3 separate regions of the Sus scrofa genome follow, and regions 2 and 3 are each linked to region 1. The links are chromatin contacts, called in public Hi-C and promoter capture Hi-C maps. All regions are on one chromosome and are shown on one strand. The core of a region is the stretch at or near the end of the contact, and the rest is flanking DNA. Distances in the headings are between cores, read along the strand shown.

Region 1 (2,877 bases), core at 132-2,631:
CATGCCTTTCCAAAACTAACCAATAGTATTAGCAACTACATATAACATTGGGGGTAGGTGGGCTTCATGATACATCTAGAAACTCAATTCTCTTATTGCCTCTGTAGATTTCTAACTATGGTAACCTCTAGGTTCTAGCCTTCTGGTTTGGTTATCACTTTCATATGGAAGACATTTTTCTCTCCCAGCTTTTTCGTTCTGGAAAGAAATAACATTAGGTACTCTGCTTTATGCTATACTTAGTACAGACTACCTGAATGTAACTTTTTATATATTTTTAATATATACTTACTATTCGGGCTCTTTTCATCAGTGATGTCTTTTTACCACGTGGCTGAACGAAGAAATTAGAAGTCAGATTTACTACTTTGACTGGCTGGTGTTTCAAAGTCAAATTACACAGTACTTATACTTACCACGCTGATCATCAGAATTTTTACTCTGGAAACACAGTCGTCTAGGGATAGCTCTCCAACCAATGGATTGTTTCCCTTATTTAGAATTTAGATTTTCACGCTACATTTTCCCCCAAAGAAAACTAGAATCCTAGGACTATGCTTTGTATACTTTGAGCTCTTTCAAAAAGAATTCCAGTGGTGCAGGTGGCAGGAGGTGGGCACGCAGGATGGCAGGGTATGGGGCTAACAAAACATTTCCTAAAGGCGGTGCTAAGCATAGTCAGGAGATACTTCTTTCCTTCTGAGAATGACAATCCCACCAAAGTTAAGAAATGGGAAAAAAGACTTGTATTAATAGCTATGGTTGGTGTAAAAAAAGATTTAACAATACCCTGATAAACTGAAATGTACTATGCCCAGAAAGTTGAGAAGTTTGTGAAATGACTAGAAAAAAAAAAAAAAAGCTAGACGCAATTATCACTTAGGTTTTTCTGCTCCTTCAAATTGCAATAGCCATTGCATTCCGGTGCCTAGAACAGTACTTTGTACGAATATTAGGATGACTATTAGTATTCCTTGCAGGATTAGGCCTTCTGGCACTACTACAACACAATATAGTCATATACAAAGCGCCAAAATATAAACGGTCTTAACACATTTAGGAGGCCGTGGATCGAAGGCTTTACAGAACAAGTCCTGTACTATATATAAAATATTTTGTTCTCCCGATGTTTGTCTAGCGGGGGCAGACCTTTGCCCCGCTTGTAAAGAGCAAAAAAAACATTCGAATCTGGAGGAAGTTCCCAGTGCAGGTCGAAGTGCAAAAGCCGAGGGTACAAGTGACCCACGGAGTTAAGACCGCCGACTTCCCGACCCAAATACCTGCTACGCCCTACGCGCAGGCGCAGAAAAGGGAAGGGGGCCGAAGAGGGCGGAGGCGAAAGGCCATTCGCCGGATTCAGGTGGCCCCGCCCTCCGTCACGCGCCAGACGGTCACGTGGCCGCCCGGAGCCGGAGGGTGGAGTTTTACTCTTTTACAGTCGCCACCCGGCAGGAGTCCAGCCCCTGTGGGTACGAACGCGGGTTGGTTTTGGACCCTCTGCGAGGCGCCGCTACCACAGCTACCTGCGTTCGTTACAAGGATTTCCTGCTTCCACCCGGTAAGTGTGAGAGAGGTGACCAGAGAGAGTGGGTCGCAGAGGCTGCTGGACGAGCCACTTTGGGCTTCGGCCGGCCGGAAGTCGCGCACTCCGGTGACAGCTGCCGGAGTCTTAGTGAAAGGACTGTTGAACCGTCCCGGCAGCCGGGACGGGGGGGAAGGAGGTGAGGCTCGGGGCTGCCCCATTGGTTAGGTCGGTTTTTGGCGCGCTGTTCCTCCGCGCTCGCTATTGGCTGGCGCGCGCCGTCCCTGACGCGCGCTCTGCGGTTGGAGGGCCCCGGCGCGCGGCCCGGATTGTCCGCCCCTTGCTGGTTTCTCCCTCCCTGTGTCCCCAGGACTAGGTGGCGGGGTCGCGGGGTGGCTTGTGTGCAGCTGGTTCGTGTGAGGACACCAGCTTGGGCGTGCCTGGCTTTCGGGATGAGGCGGACCACCCTCTTGACCAGTAAGCAACTGGCGGTGACCCGAGGGGTGTCCCTGAATTCCGCGTCTCTCATTTAAAAAAAACTGGACTTGATGACATTTAGTTTCACCTGTTTATCAGAATTTCCTAGAACCCAGTGCTATGCTAGAGTTCAATCTAATTATTTTAAAAAATTAGATAAGGTAGTTCCCTTGTGGCGCAGCGGGTTTTGGAACCGGATTGTCGCTGTAGCGGCTTAGATTCGATCTGTGGCCCAGGAACTTCCACATACTGCGGGTGCGGCCAAAAAAAATTAAATAAAAAAAAACCCTAGGTAATAAAAAGTAAGTGAGGGTGTAAGGTTGTTGGCGGGAGTGTAATGAACAAGTGAAGACTTTTTTGTGTTGTTGTCTTTTTTGCCATTTTCTTGGGCCGCCCCCGCGGCATATGGAGGTTCCCAGGCTAGCGGTCGAATCGGAGCTGGCAGCTAGCTGCCAGCCTACGCCAGAGCCACAGCAAGGCAGGATCCAAGCCGAGTCTGCAACCTACACCACAGCTCACGGCAACGCCAGATCGTTAACCCACTGAGCAAGGGCAGGGATCGAACTCTCAACTTCATGGTTCCTAGTCGGATTTGTTAACCACTGAGCCACGACGGGAACTCCTACGTGAAGACTTGATTCTTGTTGCTGTTCATCTTTTAAAATCGTGGCATATACTAAAGCACATTTTTCACATAACGGTTTAGGACTCAACCCTCCAACTAAATTAGAACCTTCACGAAACACTATTTATTACTCACATGCCATGCATTTTGATGTTTTCTCATCTCTTCAGTTTTGTTCAGTTACATTTTTTCAAACACCTACTAAGTGATTTTGGAATCCCAGGCTGCCACCCGCAGTTTGGAAATCATTGTC
Region 2 (3,059 bases), core at 352-2,851, 150 kb before region 1:
ATGTACAAAAAATTTTTTTTAAAAACTGCCCTAATTTCATTGTTAGCATTTGATGACTTTCCTTCCAGACCACTGCATCTACTATACATATAAATTTTAACACAGTGTAATCGACTGTACTTTTTCTCCTTTTAATAAAAGGCAAGACGATTTCAATTCATTTCTTCTGTCTTAAGGGTTTATAGAAGGACACAAAAAGAGATTAAATGTCTTTATATTAAGCTGTCTGCCACTGAGGAGTACTAGTGATTAAAGTATGAGGGACAAAACACAAATGACAAATGTCATCTATATTAAATTTTGATCCATTTATGATAGGGAAAATGAATAGGGAACTAATTAATATTTATGAGAAATAGTCAAACACCTTAAGAATGAAAATACTTTAAGAAATAAAAAATAGAGTTGCTATATGATCCAGCAATCCCACTCCTGGGCATATATCCAGACGAAACTATAATTCAAAGAAATATATGCATCCCTAAGATCATAGCAGCACTATTCACAATAGCCAAGACATGGAAACAACTAAATATTCATCAATGAATGAATGGATAAAGAAGGTGTGGTACATATATATAATGGAGTACTACTCAGCCATAAAGAAGAATGAAATAACGCCATTTGCAGCAACATGGATGGACCTAGAGATTATTACACTAAGTGGAGTAAGTCAGTAAAGGACAAATGCCATATGATGTCACTTATATGTGGAATCTAAAATATGACTTCAGTGAATTTATCTGCAAAACAGAAACAGACTCACAGACATAGAGAACAGACTTGTGGTTGCCAAGGGGAGGAAGGAGGGTGGGAAAGTGATGGATTGGGAGTTTGGGATTAGCAGAAGCACACTATCATATATAGGATGAATAAACAACAAGGTCCAACTGTATACCACAGGGAACTATACTCAATAAACTGTGATAAACTATAATGGAAGAGAATATAAAGGAGAATGTATATATATATGTATAACGGAATCACTTTGCTGTACAGTAGAAATGAACACAATATTGTAAATCACCTACATGTCAATAAAATATAATTTTAAAAGAAAGAATACATTTGACAGGTCACAGGAATAGGTCAAATGTGCGCTCAGTAGCAGAGTGCTGAACTGGCAAAGAAAGAGCATTTTAAAAAAACATGTCTGAACAGCTGGGGTGAGGATCCCGAGAACCTCAGAGCTGTGTTATCACGAAATATCTGCAAACAAACCTTTGTGTACATGCTACCTTCCTTACCTGACAGTGGACTCTTTCCAGGCTCTGTGGGTCATTACAAGCCAAAGGCTGGTATGTATAAACCTCTCTTGTTCTAAGATATCACTCTGCTTTGCACCATCAGAAACAAATGACTTTCTATCCTGACCAATTATAGGAAACGTGTCATATTTAATTTCCTATCCCCTCACTCCATTTTAAACGTTTCAACTTTGATGCTGATGATCATCAAAGCCTCTGGAGTGACATCCGCTCCAGAGCGACATTCACAATGTTCTGAAAATGAATCAATGTTGTAACTAACTAGTCAAGACCCTTTAAGGACATGCCAGCGAAAAGCCTCTACTGGTCCCAGAGCAAAGTCCAGTTCTCACCTGCAGGGGGCACTGGCACAACAGAAGCCTTCAGTTCAACTTCGTTTTCCGGTAAAGTTATTATTAGGTTATCGCCAGCAGACACCATGAGTTCTTTCACTAAAGGTTAATTAGAAATAGTACGTCTCATTATGTACTTTCATGTTATATTACTGCCCTGTAATATATTTGTTTTTGTTCTTAGCATCCATAAAATAAAATAACACACTTTTGCAATAGTTCTTTATGCAACTTTATCTAGGACACTTTGTCTCTCTGGCAAGTAACAACTATACCCTGTATTATGCTGCAGGGTTGATCTGGTACATTTAAAACTGTCTATGTGAGTAGGCACTGTGGAGAAAATAATGTTTCAGATTGAGCAAAGTGCCGGTGACAAGAGTTGTGTGAAACAGGTGGGGTACTGTGGATTGGGTCTATTTTCTCTCTTGCTACCAGCTTTGCTTGACTCCCTGGTATGTGCTATTTTCAGTCATAAAGAGATGGAGTGTTGTCATAAGTGTTTCTGTATCATTAGTCACACATCACTCAGTCTTTCTGATAGTAACCGCATGAATTACCGCAATGGCCTTGCCCCTGGAAACTTTTTGAGGAAAAAAACAGTCAATTTCAATATAAAAAGGTGATTTTAACTCAAGCAGGAGGAACATTCACTCTCAGTAAAACCACTCATCCACTAAATCGGCATTCAGAATAATGCTCGTTTCCTTGCTCTAAAAATACCTTCAATTGGCTTGACTCAACTGGACTTTATTTCTCTTAAAAAAAATACAATTGAGATATGTCAAGATACCACATAGAGAAGAACAAAGACTAAGAAAAAAAAATCTGAGTGCTTTCTAGAGGTCCCAACTGCTTGGAGATGCTCATTTAAATCCACTTCTCTCCTCTCAGTCTACACTCAGCCCCTCAAGTGCCTTCCTAGACCAGCTGCAGCGGCTTCGCTGTCCTCTCTGGCTCCTCTTTCCTGTCACTTTCACTGACTCTTTGTAAGAAAAATGAGCAATTATGGACCTAGAAAGGACATGAGACCAAACCCATCACTTCACAGATGAAGAAACTGAGCCCTACAAAGGTAATGCAAGTTGTTCGAGACTATGTGGATCACGTGCCATAAATCCACCAACATTTAACTAATTCAAATGTATTTATCTCAATAGCCACTTATTTACCAGATTAAACTGTGCCAGGCACTTTTCCAAGGGCTTTAAAATGATCCATTAACTTTATCCTCTAACAGTCTATGCAACAGGTGCCGTTAGAACCCAAGGATGCTAATTCCTAGGCAGTCTCCCTTTCAGTATACTACACAGCTTCTCCTCCACCATTATCCTTCTCTCTACTGAAGCTCAGGATCAAATAACCAAGGAAGAGAGGGTGATCATCAAAGTATATGACCCACAAAAAGGCTCAGGCCACATGACAAAATCTCTAACTTCTTTAGTAGTAAATCCGATGG
Region 3 (3,167 bases), core at 175-2,674, 230 kb before region 1:
CCTAGAGCAGCCAGCAAGGCTTTGAACTTTGTGCTGAATTTAATGTAGCTACTGTACTGAGCATTATACATTATCTCACAGCATACCTATGGGGTGGGTATTGTTGCTTTCTACAAAAGAGAGGGCCAAGGTTAAATAACTTGGGGAAGTGAAACTGACAGTATTAATGTCCTGAAATGGGCCTAAACCCAGATTGGAACTTGAACCCATGTGCCTGGACTTAAACCTGGCCTAAACCCAGATTGGAACTTGAACCCATGTGCCTGGACTTAAACCTGGCTTAAACCCAGATTGGGACTTGAACCCACAGTTTTGTATTAGAATCACTCACCCTGTGTCTGGACTCACTTAGGTTCAGATTCTTCATGTCTCCACACAGAAGGAATTCAGCGAGAGACAAAGTGATAGGTAAGAAATAGACTTATTGAGTGCTTGTGAGAAATGCAAGCAGGCAGGCAAGGAAGCTCTGCCTGGAGGATCTGGTGGGCTACAGTTTTATCACCCCAGGGGAGTGGGGATTGGAAACGCCCACCTCTTCCTTTCTGGGAGTGGTAGCTCCTCCTCAGTATCTGGTAAGGTGTGTATTCAAATCCGCAGAAGGGTGGTCCTCAGACTCTTGCCCTTGGTCTGAATATGAAAGCAGGCCTAAGCTCACCCCCCACCCAAAGACCTGAGGCAATTCTCAGGGCTCCACTAGTGAAGCAAACCTCCCTTGTTCTGATGGTTTTTTGAGCAATTTATTTACTTACAGCAGTCTCCCAAGGTCCCCTAAGTTTCCTTCCTTAACTCCCGTCTTTTATTGGGACTTCTAAAAATACCCGTGCCTACTCCATTCCTATCAGCAGATCACAGCTTGTCAACAACAGATTCTGAATTGGGATCCAAATCTGTTTCCAAAGACGCTTGCACCAAGGGCACCCCTGCTCCCAATTAATGGAGCTTATTCGCTTAGACACACATCCAGAAATGCATCCTGGCAGTAGAAAGCTGGACCCCACTGCATCTCTTGGGCGAACTCTCGCTAGGTTTACACCCTAGGTTCACAGGAGCTATGGCAATGAAGAATCGTGCGTGATCACGACTTTAGAAGGTGGGGCAGACACCAGCACATCCACAGACCAAGGACAAATTCCAGCGGCAGGGGTGGGACGGGGTGTGGGTTTGCAGAAATTGTGGGGAGGGGGAACAGCTCTCCTGCAGGGGTTGAGGGGCTAAGGAATAGTTGCAAACGAGAGGAACAAAGGTGACGGCGGTCCCCAGGTGCATCTCCCAGCGAGCCTCCTCATCCCCCCCCCCCCCAAGACTCTTGCCAGGTCGCGCAGAGAGCCAAGCCCCGCGCGGCAGTCAGGATCAAGGTCTAGAGTCTGCGTGTCGGTGCAGCGCAAAGGGCGCGGGGAGAGGGCGCTGCACCGCGTCGCTGCCATTTTCAGCCAGCGTCTGCCGCCAGCCGGGCTCGTCACCGCCGCCGCCCGACCCCTGTGCTCGGGTGCGCGCTCTCGCTTGCGTGCTTCCTGCCGCCGCCGCCGGGACCATGGCGACCTGCTTTCGGTTGCGGGGCTGCCTGACCCTGCACCTCCCCACTGCACCTGCGATCCGCGGCCTCCGCCCCCGCGCCGACTGCCTGGTGGCCACCACGCGGCCCTCGCCAGGCCCGGCCCCGATCCGCCGCTATGCCCGGGGCACAGAGGGCCTTTCCTCGGCACTGCTGCGCACCGACGGCTTCGTGGGTGGCCGCTGGCTCTCGGCCGCCTCCACCTTCCCGGTGTACGACCCGGCCAGCGGCGCCGAGCTGGGCTTGGTGGCCGACTGCGGGGTGTCCGAGGCCCGCGCCGCGGTGCGCGCCGCCTATGAGGCTTTCTGCACCTGGAAGGGGGTCTCGGCCAAGGTGAGTGCTCGCCGGGTCCGCTTTGCCTCCTAGTGAAACTAGCTGTCACCTCCCCCTCCCCACCTCTCCAGGATTCACCTTGGGTAAAGTCAGAGTGACATGACAAGAGATGATCAACACAGAAGTTTGGAGCGTCGGTCGGCTTTGTGCCAAGCACAGTGCCGAGAATTAAGGCACACGGCCCCGCCCTCCAGGGTCCAGTAGGGATGGCAGAACACAAACGTGTAATTACAAGCGAGCAGACTCTATGGTGAACCTGGAGAGAGGCCTGACTGGAGGTGGGGGGCCGGGGTGATGAGGGGGGCGGTGCCAAGGCAGGTGAGAGCACTTGCGACCCTTCTGAGCGCTTGCAGTACCTCTCGGAGCCGCTAGGAGACGATGCAGTGGTCTGCAAGGAGGCTACAGCAGTGGGTGCCCGGGTACAGTGGGTGCCCGGGCTCAAGTCACCAACCTGGCAGCAGAGAGCTGGGGAAAGAATCTGGCTCTGGGCAGGGGAAGGACCAATTCCTGCCCCATTCTCCAGGTTTGGGGCCTGAATAGAGAGATACTCTTAGCTGACAGAGTAGTGGAGAATTGAATGTTGTAAGGGGGAGGGAAGAGTCACAACTATTTAGAGATTTCCTTCCTCCATTTATTATATGACTGACATCTAGAGGCAGCCCAATAAAGTCATTTTCTACCGTAGCCCTTAAGTATCCTCCCTCCGAAGGAAGATACTCATCCAGCAACGAGGTGCACCCAAGTACCCAAGGGCGTCTTAACATGAGTTCATCCATCAGGTATTTTCTGAGCACCTGCTATGCCAGGCAGTGGGGGAGGTGCTGGGGAATCAGCAATCAAGAGAATTCTTGCCCACCCCACCACGGAGTTCACTTGGGGTTGGGGAGATTAACCTGTAAAGGAAACCTAGCTAAACAAATATGTTAGAAGTGATGGATGCTATGGGGCGGGGGGCAGGTAGAGAAGGCTAAGAGGATCGGAGGCCAGAGATAAAAGGCAAGATGCAAGGTTAAATAGTGAGGGCAGGTATATTCGTTTGCTTGGGCAGCCAGAACAAATTATCACAGATTAAGTGGCTTAAACAATAGCAATTTCTTGTCCCCAATTCTGGCAGCTAGAAGTCTGATGTCAAGGTGTGGGCAGAGTTGTTTTCCTCTGCAGTGCCCTCTCCTGGGCTTGTAGATGGCTGTCTTCCCCTGTCTAGACATGGTCCTCCCTCTGAATGTGTGCCTGTGTCCTCATCTCTTTGTCAGGGCACAGGTCGCGCTGGGTTAGGATCCAC

What was found. Promoter capture Hi-C pulls out the DNA fragments that hold promoters and counts their contacts. Hi-C and Micro-C count contacts between places; a contact is called where the count stands out from the background.
Region 2: a promoter capture Hi-C map of liver shows a contact between it and region 1, with 7 times the contacts expected there. The contact joins the enhancer-like site here to the promoter of GMNN in region 1. A contact is called at or near these places in 2 of 5 promoter capture datasets (fetal liver and liver), 31 of 47 Hi-C or Micro-C datasets (adipocytes, adipose tissue, alveolar macrophages and 17 more) and 2 of 2 datasets of contacts at active chromatin or transcription factors (alveolar macrophages and skeletal muscle).
Region 3: a contact with region 1 is called in a Hi-C map of liver, with 4 times the contacts expected there. The contact joins the promoter of ALDH5A1 here to the promoter of GMNN in region 1. A contact is called at or near these places in 2 of 5 promoter capture datasets (fetal liver and liver) and 4 of 47 Hi-C or Micro-C datasets (alveolar macrophages, heart right ventricle and liver).

The regions. Positions count from the first base shown.
Region 1 is chr7:19,584,587-19,587,463 of Sscrofa11.1, forward strand. GMNN (geminin) reads left to right here and starts at 1,382. Exons shown (of 7, transcript XM_003128203.5): 1 at 1,382-1,558.
Region 2 is chr7:19,430,385-19,433,443 of Sscrofa11.1, forward strand. It overlaps KIAA0319 (dyslexia-associated protein KIAA0319 homolog), which reads right to left. Exons shown (of 22, transcript XM_005665630.3): 5 at 1,601-1,699. Among named protein-coding and RNA genes, the nearest start is that of KIAA0319, 56 kb to the right of the region's middle. Within about 2 kb of position 1,602, at least 5 of the 83 cell types and tissues checked have an H3K27ac peak or open chromatin away from gene starts, as enhancers often do. A contact at or near this core is called in adipose tissue and liver, where this site is marked.
Region 3 is chr7:19,350,061-19,353,227 of Sscrofa11.1, forward strand. ALDH5A1 (aldehyde dehydrogenase 5 family member A1) reads left to right here and starts at 1,425. Exons shown (of 10, transcript NM_001244467.1): 1 at 1,425-1,885. The coding sequence starts at 1,532. All of the region lies in intron 1 of GPLD1 (phosphatidylinositol-glycan-specific phospholipase D), which reads right to left.